Regions from separate parts of the Rattus norvegicus genome. Here region 1 is linked to region 2. Evidence: chromatin contacts called from public Hi-C data. All regions are on one chromosome and are shown on one strand. Each heading gives the region's core, a stretch centred on a gene start, on an enhancer-like site or on the middle of the called end of the contact. The rest is flanking DNA. Distances are from core to core; before and after follow the strand shown. Region 1 overlaps Rapgef4 (Rap guanine nucleotide exchange factor 4). Region 2 has its middle 41 kb from the start of Rapgef4.

Region 1 (5,725 bases), core at 3,085-5,584, 100 kb after region 2:
TAGACATTTGTAATAGTTAGAACTTAAGATGGACAGAGGCTCCGAGAGAAAGAGAGAGATGGAGACGGAGACAGACAGACAGACAGACAGACAAACAGACAGACAGACCCATGATGGGGACAGCTGGACCAATATTTGGAATGGAACACTTGGGATAGCCAACTATTCACAGCACAGGCCTGTAGTCCAGCACTTGGGAGGTAGAGGGAGGCGGTTCAAAATCATCCCGAGGGGGGGGGGGGTTGGGGATTTAGCTCAGCGGAAGAGCGCTTGCCTAGCGAGCGCAAGGCCCTGAGTTCGGTCCCCAGCTCCGGAAAAAGAAAAAAAAAAAAAAAAAAAAAGAGAAAGAAGACAAAGTCATCCCGGGCCACATTCTAAGTCCCAGGCTGTCCCAGACTACTGGCGACTGTGTCTCGTGGTAGATGTTTGTCCAGCTGTAATGAGTTCCGCCTTGCGACCCGTTTCTCACTAAGACCTGACAGGTTCTGTGCCCTTTCTCCCCACTGCAGGCCGTTGGAGCGATCTAGTGAAGATGTGGACATAATTTTCACGCGGCTGAAAGGAGTTAAAGCTTTTGAGAGATTTCACCCAAACCTCCTTCGTCAGATTTGTTTATGCAGTTACTATGAGAACCTGGAGAAAGGAATCACACGTAAGGCCCGTGACTCCCGTGGTGTGTGCTTGGGTGTGGCTTGTGTTCCTCTGGGACTATCCTGTGGGGACAGAGAGCATCGGCAGAGTCTGGTGCCAGATATTTGGGCTTCCAAGTGAGCTGACCCTCTCTCTCTCTCCTGTATTTATTTTGCTCCTCAGTCTTTGATGACCCACCCCCCACCCCCAAACTCAGGGCAGCAACTCACTTTCTAGATGGGTCTGGAAGGACGGACTGACACACTCATTTAGCGGTATCCTTAGAGATCCAAATAATTATCATCTTTAATCCAGGAAAGAGGTGACTACTGAGCTATTAACAAGTTTTCTTGCCTATGCTGTTAGCTATGTTTTGAACGGACCTTGGTTATAAATAGTATTTATTTTAGGTGTGAATCGGGGCAGCAAGAACAAAATGATAGGTCAGAAGCTGCCGTTATAAAGTGCTTTCCTTTTCACTAAGAAAGCAGCGGCTCCCCGTGTCTGGGTATATTTTATTCTGCAGTAACAGAATACTTCCACCCAACTTCCTTGAATAGCCAGTGGCTCATTCAGGAAGGAAAGAGGTAAAAATCCAATTCCTCACATATGAAAGCACTGAGGTGAGATGATTCGTGGTTGGTGGTGAAGTCTGTGGTCCCCTCAGCCTCCCCATGCACCTCAGGGCTTGACCTGTGTCTCGGGCAGCTGCAGCACGTGGAGGCATTCTGTGTCCACAGCAGAAATCCTCCCTGAAGGACTGTTCCCTCTCAGTTCCCCAACAGACTTCCTGCGCTGAGTCACTGGCCAGAGTTGTACCCCATGGCTAAAGTCTAGACCAATCAATCCCTGGCAAGGCTGATGAAGTGCCCTGGATTGACTAAAGCAACTTTCGCCATGCCAGCGAGGCGAGGGCTGGAACTTTTGGACCAGGCCTGTGGATAAGGGTGTGAACTTGCATAAAATCTGGCTTGGTTGAGTACAAGCTCATGTGTGTGTGCTCTGGGTGGGATCATTATAGAAAAGGTAGGAAATTAACCACCTGTCATGTAGGTGGAAAGTACACAGGTAGGAAAGTCACCTGTCATGCCCAGGCCTAGAGATGACTAATAATATTTAGTATGTATCTGTTGAAATGTTTTCCCAGGTCCACACACACAAATGGTCACGTTTCTGGTTTTAAAAGTTTCTCTAAACAGGGACAGGAGAGATGGCTCAGTGGAAGGTTAAGTGGCTTTTTGGAAGGTTAAGTTTCCCAGGATCCATTTGGGGCAACTCACACAATCATCTAATTCCAGCTACTGAGGCTCTGAGATTCTCTCCTGACCTCTGCAGACATGTGTGTGCATGCATGTGCACACACAGTCATCCATTCACACACACACACACACACACACAGACAGAGAGAGAAAGAGAGAGAGAGAGAGAGAGAGAGAGAGAGAGAGAGAGAGAAACACACAAATAAATAATAAAATAAATCTTTAAACATTCTCTATGTGTTTCAAACCAGCTACTGATGTCAGAAAATTCATTTTGGGAGGATGCTTTTGTTTCTTAAAGCCATTTTGAAGCAAATATTGCATAGCATGTAATGGAAATTGGATCACATTGCAGCTCTAAGCATGTTGCAGAGGCTGAGAGCCGATGTCACTGGAAAGGCCAGTGTGACTGTGTCACCATCCTCTTACTCCGTCTCTGTCCTGGCTGAATGCCCTCCCTGTCCCTGTTCTCCACAACACGGCCCGCATGGGCTCAGAGCATACCTTCGCCTCTGGTCCCCAGAAGCTGTGTCCTAGGTATTGCCAGGCCTTGGCTCACCTTCTAAGCTGGACTTTGATTTTTCAGCAAGCCATTTGCTTGATCTTTGATTATAAACATTAAATAAAGAAAAAACAAAACAAAACAAACCATTCCATGTGGTTCCTTAGCCAACCATAGAGTTGGTTTGTATGAAATATTGGAGCAAGAGTTTCAGAGACTGATTTTTTTCTCTCTTTTTAAAATAAAAGATTTATTTTATTTTTATTCCCCTCTCTCTCTCTCTCTCTCTCTCTCTCTCTCTCTCTCTCTCTGTGTGTGTGTGTGTGTGTGTGTGTGTGTACTTACGTGTGTGTGTCTGTGTGAATGTCTGCTACACGAGTGCCAGTGTGCACTGAGGTCAGAGGAGGGTGTTGCATGTCCTGGAGCTGGAGTTTTGGTAGTTCTCAAACTAGGGAGCTGGGAATCGTACTCATCCTCTGGAAGAGCAGGAGGTGTTAGCTGCAGAGCCGTCTCTCCAGCCCTACAGATGACTTATCAAAGTCTACTATTAGCATAACACAGAAGCTAGTGTTTGTCCTGAAGATCTAAATGGTTTCTGAGATTACAAACTCAGAGACAATGCAGGTTCAGAAACATCTGGTGCGGATTATGACCAAGTGCCTAAGTGCAGTGGATTCAAAAAACAAACAAGAAAACTGATGGCTTGGTCTTCATAATCTTTATAAACAAAGAAAAAAGAAGCCATCCCTTGGTTTGTTGAAAAGGAAACATCCATTCATTTATCTACTAACTTTTTACTTCCTGACAAAGTCTTATGTCTCTTGGGCTGGCCACAGATTCATGGTCCTCTCACCTCAGCCTGAGCGCTTGCACTGTGGATGAACCACATGGTGGTTTTCGATGTAGACCTGTGAAGTTGGGCAAATCCAATAAGACTTTCTCCTGTTTAGAGCCATAGTTTTCCAAGAATCCCAGCACAATGAAGTGTATTTAAATGAGGTACACAGGATATTAGTGAATTAAGACAGTCAAAGTTTTGTGTGGCTCTGGCTCTCCTAGAACTATCTATGTAAACCAGACTGGCCTCAGACTCACAGAGATCCACCTGCTTCCGTCTCCCCAGGGCTGTGTTTAAACCCTGGAGTTACTATGTTGACCAACAGCTCTTACTGCAGTCAGCGTGATCAATTATTGTAGATGGGTGTCTGGGAGCACTCTGATGATGGGTATCTGCTTCTTAGAATGTTGGATTTATAGGATAAGCTTTGTGACTGGATGACCTCGAGGAAAGCCATGTTGTATTCTTGTCAGAACAGATCAAGGAAGGGTGAAAATAAGCCATGCTTGCGATGCCAGTGAGGATCTATCAGGTCACCGCCCTCAAACCTGTGCCTGGTGTGCTTACCTCACTGTCTCTCTTTCAGTGTTTCGACAAGGGGACATTGGAACCAACTGGTATGCTGTCCTAGCTGGGTCTTTGGATGTTAAAGTGTCTGAGACCAGCAGTCACCAGGTAATCTACCCTGTCATTAAAAAAAGAAAAACATGTGTGGGGTGTGTAGCTCAGGGGTAAGGTGCTTGCCTAGCATGTGTGAGGCCACAGGTTCAATACCCAGCACCTTATCACATGCAAAAAAAAGGGCCAGAGTGTTTTATTACTGTTGTTTTTAGTAAACATTTGTTTACTGTTGTTTTTAGTAACATTTATTTTTTGAGACTTTCATATGTGAGTACTGTGTACTGTATTCACACAATTTTCCAGCCCTCCCTCTCCTGCTCCAACTCCTTGTGCCCGCCCAGCTCCCTCTCAAATTCATGATCTCATCTACCATGTTATTAAAAAAAAGACAACCACGTTTTCAAATCTACTTCCCCACAGTTAGTGCCCATTGAATTCCTTTGTTTAGTCATGTCACAAACATGCGCTGGGAGTCTTGGGTGACGTGAGCTCGATGTGAAGGGTTGGAACATTCAGTACAGGAACACGCTGGCTCCCTCAGGAGCTGCCTGCCTCTTGGGAAGAGCAAACAGTTCCAATGCAGCATGATAGACTGTTTTCATCGGCGCTGTACCAGGTGAGTGTGAGCGCTGGGAAGGGCGTCTCTTACTCCTCTCTGGGAGCCTTTCTCCACATGGCTTGGTGACTTTTCCTCATATTAGAAGTTGTGCCTATAAGCCTCCTGGGAGCTCCAGAGGTGCAGGGAAACGTGGCTGACAGGGACACCCTCAAATCCTATTCTCTCCACAGCTGGATGTGGTGGCATGTACCTTTAGTCCTAGCACTTCAGAGGGAGAGGCAGGCTGGATCTCTGAGTTTGAGGCCAGCCTGTTCTACAGGGTGAGTTCTAGGACAGACAGGACTACACAGAGGAATCTTGTCTGGAAAAGCCCAAAGCAAAAATCAAAACAAAACCACTGCCCCCAAACAGCCAATTCAACAAAACACACACCAAAACAAACAACAATAAAGCACACACAAAGAACCCCTCCTGCCTCAGCTAGGGAGGCAGCTCAGTCAGTGCCTGATGCTTAAACTCGAGGACCAGAGTTCAGAGCCCCAACGTCCACACAGCAGCCTGCTTGTAGTGGAATATACTAAAATCCCCGCCCGGGGCTTCTACCCTTCCTTTGGTTATGGAGTTCCCGGGTGAAAAACACACTCACAGTCTTCATGTTTTTCATAAGCTTTAAGCAGCACAGTAGCAGGGTAGCTGGCTATTTGGGGGCCATACATAATAGAAAATATTAAATCCTGGCCTGGGGTCTCACCCCGCCTTTGGTTGTTCAGTTCCTGGATGAAAGACACACACACACACACAGCCTTTGTAGATTGAATATGCCTTAAGCTGTATGATAGCTGCTAGAATCTACTTTTCAATCAGTAACTCCAAGTTATTACTATTTACTGTGTTCTATCCGGGCTGCCCTTGGCTCCAATTGAGTGACCCCCAGGGCCACGTTTTTATGGCTCAGCTGACCCATGGCAGCTTCTCTTTTCTCCTATCCTGCACACCCCTCCTTTATTCCATGGTGGCTTCTTCCTCTTCCCCTTCTGGTCCTCTCTCCCTAAGCCCAAGAAACCTCAACCCCTCCTGTGTCTCTTCTGCCCAGCGATTGGCTGTCGGAATCTTTATCAATCACAATTAACTGGGGGCAGGGTCACTCATGTCTTACTTGTGGATTCTCTCGCCTTTGAGGTAACCAGTCTTGGGGGCCCCAAATTAGCATTAGAACACAAGCAGCACTAGGCCAACCCACTACATCTGCTGTAGCTGCAGAATCTGTAGTCAGGGTTCTCAGAGCGAGAAGAGACAAGCAAATCACTAGAGCTCAC
Region 2 (6,471 bases), core at 2,708-5,207:
GTCTATCATTGTGGGGAAGTCAGGGCGGGAATTCAAACAGCTGGTCACATCCCACTCATAGTTAAAAGCAGTGAGAAATGAAAGCATATGATTGATTGGTTGCTTGTTTACGCTTAACTTGAGGGAGGGATGGGAAGAGAGAAAAAGAGAGGGGGGTAGGGAGAGAGAGAGAGAGAGAGAGAGAGAGAGAGAGAGAGAGAGAGAGAGAGATCTCATCTGTTATGGGCTTTTGAAACCTCAAAGCCTGTGGTTTGGTTTCAGACCAAGGGACAAGGGACTGAGGTACATAGTTTACATATCAAAGCAGACCTGGCCTCCATGTTTTGCCAACATCCCTCAGTCTCTACCTGGCATACCCTGCCCCCAACCTTTAACTTTCCAGCCCAGAGACTGGGCTGCCCTTTCCCCTAGAGTCTCTTCCCTATATAATCCAGACATTTTGGTCTCTCTCTATCTCTTCTCCTTCTTTTCTCTCTCTGCAGATGGCCTCAGCACCTTCCCGAGAGCAGCTTCCCAATAAACCTGCTTTTAATATAATCTAATCTGATTTGAATTGGTTCATTTCAGTGGTGACTGAGCAGTAACCCGTCACCTGCCTCCAGTGACCCACATCCTCCCACAAAACCACATCTCCGATTTGTAGTACAACCAGCTTACGCTAATCCCCAACTAGCTTACAAATAAATGAAACACAGACTATGGTTATTTCATTTGGCTTTGACAGTTACTGAGAGGTCACCCCTAATCTACTTTTCTAACCGCTAGCCTGGCTACCTCCCCAGTGGTGTACCCCAGATATTTGCTGTTTCTCCTGGCCATGGGCCCATGGTCCATCTCCCCTCATGGCAGCTTCCTCTTCTCTTTCCCTCCTACCTCCTCCCTTGGTCTTCCTCTCTCCTTTTCTTTCTCCACTCCCAACCAGGTAACTCCAAACCCCACCTACTTCTAATCCCTCCTGTAGTTGGCTGAAGCCAATTTTAGTTAACTAATAGGTTTAGATGAAGGAGTGAGATTTGCACAATGAAAACTTGCAAACATAAGAATTCACTCCTAGGCCTAGACATTCTAGGATTTAGCATTGCAATACACAGCAACAGACCACAACAATCGATCCTTCCCAAACAGTTCCATTAACAGGGACCAAGTACTAGACTGTAAGAAGAGCCTGTGGAGTTCATTCTCACTCAAGCCCCCACACAGAGGTTGGTAATAAATTGCTATTGAGGCAAGCAAACAAAACCAAGACACGTTGGTTTTCTATCTGCAGTACCGGATCCTCCCACAACCACAGATTTGTAGTCAGTGGATCAGTATGCAGAATCTTCCAGACAAATGTGACTTTCCCAGCAGCCTCAGTCCACAGTTCAATTCTCTACATGAAAGTATCCATTAAGCATACCCGTGTTATGTGGAAATCTACCTTGTGATGTAAGAAACAAGAAAGTCAAGAAAGTCTGACCTACCCTGAGTATAGACCTACCTTACTTTCCATTTAGACTTGACTTTTCTCTCCTGTAGTCCTCCTCTCTTCACCCACTGTAATGTTTCTTCTGCTCCCTGCCTTCTAGCTTCCCCCAATGAGCCCTTCCTTTCTTCTGCTTTCCTTTCTTCTCTCTTAGCAGGTTTGTACATCTCCCTTCTATAGCTGGCAGGGCCGTGACACACTCATACCCCACAATGGTTACATCCCATCTTGCCTGACTCCTGGAAAAACAGGCTAGTTATTCACAAGAACTATGAATACAAACATGAATAGGAAATTTGTTATAATGGGCATTTAGACATTGCTTATTCCTAGCTGGGTGTGGTACCTGATGCCTATGTCCTTAGCACCTAGGAGGCTGAGACAGGAGGATTGTAAAAAAAAAAAATTGTGAGAAAATGGCTCAGCAAATCAGAGTATTGATTGTCGATAACACTCTGGACAGAGACCTAAAAATGACTTTGTAAAGACAGAGGCTTATATTTCTTTCTTTTAAAAATTATTTTATTTTGCTTTCTTGTCTAACTCAGGACAATCTGCCTAGGGATGACAACGCCCACAGTGGACTGGGTCCTCCCACATCAACCATTAGTCAAGAAAATGCCCCACAGATCTGCTGCCTACAGGCCAATCTGTTGGAGGTATTTTCTCAGATTACTCTAGCTTGTGCCAAGTTAACAAACTAATAAAAACATTAACACTTCCACAATCATATATTATCACAGTTTGTTAATGAATATTACACGTTTATAGTTATATAGCTTATAGGCAACTTGTATTATTATTATTGTTATTATTATTATTATTACTATTATTATTGACATGGTCTCACTGTGTAGCCCTCTTGCTGTTCTGAAACTCCCTACGTAGATCAGGCTGGCCTTGAACTCACACAAGTCCTTCTGCCTCTCTTTCTCAAATCACAGTGGCATTTGACTAATCTTAATGAAACCCATCTGCCCTGCGATCCGATGCCCTCTTCTGGTGTGTGTCTGAAGACAGCCACAGTGGACTCACATAAACAAAGTATAAAATGTAAAACGTATTCCAAAAATCATAGGAGTCTTCACATTCCCTCCTGGTCGTCTATCTGGTTTTCCTGTCACCAGCCACTAACAGTCTTCGATTTTGTTACCTTTATATACTATATTTGTAGAATTATAATGTAAGTTATGATTATAAATACAATGGGCAATTTCTTAATATTAGTAAAGAGTAGCTACATAATTTTGTTCATTATGAAGTTCTAACATAAAGTCGGGCAGTGGTGGCCCACGCCTTTAATCCCAGCACTCAGGAGGCAGAGGCAGGGAGATCGCTGGGAGTTCATGGCCAGCCTGGTCTACAGAGCTAGTTCCAGGACAGCTGGGGCTAAACAAAGAAACCCTGTCTTGAAACACTCCACCCATCCAAAAGAAACTTTAAGATGAAATTGTTTTAATAGATTGAAATATACCTATAAAATAATTTTCTTTTTAAAGTTTTTAATGTTCAGGGCCTCAGTTTCTTCCACTGAGAAGTCTAATATTCCCATTTATTTTTTAGGGGAAGGGTTGTTCTAAAAACACCTTAAACTAATAATGATTATGGACATTCTTCATAGGCTGTTGTCCACACGATTATATTTGCTGTAAAGGTATCCATGATGTGGAACTTGTTGATAATATCATAAATCAGGGCATAGAGAAGTAGTAAAAAGGGCAAAATGTGTCTTTCTTTTCTTGTTTTTTTTTTCATGCCTGCAGTCAAACATGCTATAGAATAGAGAGAAAGTAGTTAACATGTTTTTGATTTTTTTTTAATGTATGTTTGTACAAATGGGTATTTGCTCGCATGCGTGTATGTCTGAGCTCCAGCTGCACGCCTGTGGTGCCTGTGGAGACCAGAAGAGGGCGTTCTGGAACTGGAGTTACAGACAGTGCGTTGCCATGGTGCTGGGAAAGCCCTCCTCTGGAAGAACCATTCTCTTAACCACGGAGCCATCTCTCTAGCCCCAGCATGTCTGAGAAGAAAATTCTACCACCAGAATTACAGGGAAATTGAAATCAAGTAACGGAGCAAAAACTTAAATACACTTTAGGAGGGAAACTTGGAGGAAGATGGGACCTCAGTAATATTTACTCCACAAATGAGCGAGTGGACAGGAGAACAGAAAGCCCACATCTTGCTCCTATTGTTGTTTCTGTAGACAGTCTTGGGAGTCGAGACAAAAACAGCATCTTTGATCTTGAAAGAGAAAAGCATTTTTTGGAATGCTGAGTGAGTCCGCAGAGAGGAAGACGAACTCCCACCCGCCCTTCCCAGACGGCTGGTTCCTTATTTGTCTGTGAATCAGCGAGGCTCCAATTTCATGCCCTGCCCTTTCAAACTTAGTTTAAAATTAGTATCATACATCAGAGCACCATCTCCCGCTAAGACACAGCTCTCCTTTCTGTGTTTGGTGACTGTATTTTTAGCCACAAATCGCTAGCGTTATCTGGATGGCGGACCTTCTGGTTTCAATGCTTAGTCTCAGTCTGAATGTCAAGCCCGTTTGCACAACGACTGGGGACCTGGAATTGCTGGTCATGTGATGAAAAGGTTGTGGTGATGTCACCACAGTTGGCTTTGATTTTAAGATGGCGAAGAGTGTTGTTTTTGGCCGCCACAGTGAGCCACATTTTTACAAGACTTGGTTAGACATGAATGGAAGTTTGGAAAGTTTATTCCGTCGTGTACAAAGATATTCTTGCTTCTCCCTTTCTCCCTGCCTTAGTTTGTCTACTACAAAAGGAAAGTACTGTTAGGCATTTTATAATCAATAAGTGTTTGTTGTTTGTTAGAAGCTGTAATTGTAGGAATGAAAGGCAGCATCTGGTAGGGAAATTTCCTCTGTTACTTCCTCTGATGGAGTGCAGAGGGTCCCTGGGCAGAGGCGGTGCCTGCAGTAATTCCCTAACACTATTAGAGAGTACATACTAGGCTCATCTCTGGCTGAAATACATCCTTGGCACAAAGTAGGTGCTTTTCAGCTATTTGCTCATGAACAAAAGTGAGAAATATTCAGCAGCGTTGTCAAAGGCAAAAGAACCTTCTAGTAACCAGGTTGAGATTCAAACAAATATATAATGGCTTGTCACTTTATCTAAGTCGGATTTTTCAGAGGAAATTCCTGCAAGAGACACTGGGCAGGGGACCTCGCTACAAAATATAACTGTGGAGTTTAGAATGCAAAAAATGTTGGTATTCATGCAGAGAGCCCGTTAGCTTGAGGGTACCCAAACTGATGGCAGTCACACTTTCAGGAGGGGCAGCCTATGTTGTATGGCTGCATGGATGAAGCTGGTTGATACCTTGGTTGGTCGTTTCTACTGAGTTGGGGTGCTTTGGTCTTTGACTTCCCCAAATGAGCATATTCAAAGACTTCTTCCCTATCTTTTGCCCAAGGGAGAGTGTTGGGGGAAATGAGCTGGAAGTATTTTCTTTTGGAAAGCATTCTTGTGGCCTAATGCACTCTATTTATGGAAGGGCATGGTTCAGCCAGGAGCTGCTCAGGCATTTGCTGTGGGAATAGGATCAACAGGTTGTGAAATCGCAGCTTCTTGTTTCCCAACATATTTGTTCTCTCTGCTGTAGTCATTATGGGGAGGGAGGGGATACTGGGAGAGGAAGAAAACAATGGAGAATGGGAAGGAAAAGAGGCAAAACCACAGATCCATGTTTGGAACCAGTGCACCTATTTTCCATCATCTTCCTTAAGAGCTGTTTCTGCCACAAACATAGGAAAGGCACTCAATAAGTAAATAGCAGAAAGGAGGCTCTTGATTTGAAGCTGTTTGTCAAGGCTTGAGATCTCTGAAGGTGGCCTATTTTTCTGTTGTGAGGTGTCACCAGAGAGGACTACTCAGACAAGGGTTCGAGTCAATAGAAGGCCTTTATTAGCTCACTGGTGACTACACTGGGTGCTCAGGACCAGAGTGCAGGCCCAAGCCTTTCTGAAGTTAAGCTTTGAAACACAAAACCACATCCCGGGTTAATACACCTCAGTTAGCAAGAACTGTTAGACAGAAACAGAGCTATATAGAAGTCAAAAGGGCAAGGTTAGTACATTTAGGGACTCTCCCAGAACTATAGACACTGATGGAGTGGGTCATTGATCCTGTTGTGGGGGACCAGGGTGCGTGCCTACATGCTGGGTTCCAAGGTCTGAATGGAGCTTCCGTCATGGTGTCAGTGGTGCTAAGGTCTGGGGGGCTGCTATGCTTCCCGGAATCATGATGTGGAATTTCCAGACCCTGATGCGGCAAGTTCCAGCTGCCTGCATCTCATAGATATCTCTGTTGTCATCTTTATCACAACGGCAGACACATGTCAGTAATTGCTCATGATGCTTCTCAATCATGGGAGGACACTGTTTTGGTCATCATTGAATGCCAGAATATCCCACACTCAGGGTTTGACACAGTGTTTGCCCAGTTCAAATTTCCTGGATACATGAATTAGATTGTTCTTTTTCTACTTTATAGGAATCCCCTTTTCTGGAACCAGTGTATACTTATTGACAACTTGACTCTGACCAAAACCAACCAATCAACCAACCAACCAACCAACCTAGCTAGCTATAACAACTAACTAACAACTAACTCACTAACTCACTAACTCACTAACTAACTAACTAACTAACTAACTAACTAACTAATGGAATCTGGTGATCAGCCACAGCTATCTAGTCAGAAGGAACCAGATGATGGCTACTCTCTTAATTTGTAAGCAATCCTTTCAGTTTAAATTGAGGGCTGGCCCCATTTACACACACAAGAAGCACCTGGGGATGCCTTCAGGCTCTGACGTGCATCTGCTTTTAGTGAGTAGACTTCCCTTAGCTCACACTGCACTGCTTAAATTGTGAAGTGACTCAATGAACATATGTCTTATGGTAAGAAATGGCACCATCTCCTTCATCAGGCCATAGACTTTGGAAGTCTGGTTGTTTAGGGACTGGAGTGTTT

What was found. Hi-C and Micro-C count contacts between places; a contact is called where the count stands out from the background.
Region 1: a Hi-C map of the A7r5 cell line shows a contact between it and region 2, with 2.8 times the contacts expected there. The contact joins two enhancer-like sites. A contact is called at or near these places in 6 of 12 Hi-C or Micro-C datasets (the A7r5 cell line, frontal cortex, kidney and 3 more).

The regions. Positions count from the first base shown.
Region 1 is chr3:77,277,532-77,283,256 of GRCr8, forward strand. It overlaps Rapgef4 (Rap guanine nucleotide exchange factor 4), which reads left to right. Exons shown (of 31, transcript NM_001100642.1): 2 at 510-652; 3 at 3,816-3,904. Among named protein-coding and RNA genes, the nearest start is that of Rapgef4, 63 kb to the left of the region's middle. Within about 2 kb of position 4,335, at least 12 of the 93 cell types and tissues checked have an H3K27ac peak or open chromatin away from gene starts, as enhancers often do. A contact at or near this core is called in the A7r5 cell line, where this site is marked.
Region 2 is chr3:77,173,259-77,179,729 of GRCr8, forward strand. No RefSeq gene overlaps it. Among named protein-coding and RNA genes, the nearest start is that of Rapgef4, 41 kb to the right of the region's middle. Within about 2 kb of position 3,958, at least 18 of the 93 cell types and tissues checked have an H3K27ac peak or open chromatin away from gene starts, as enhancers often do. A contact at or near this core is called in the A7r5 cell line, where this site is marked.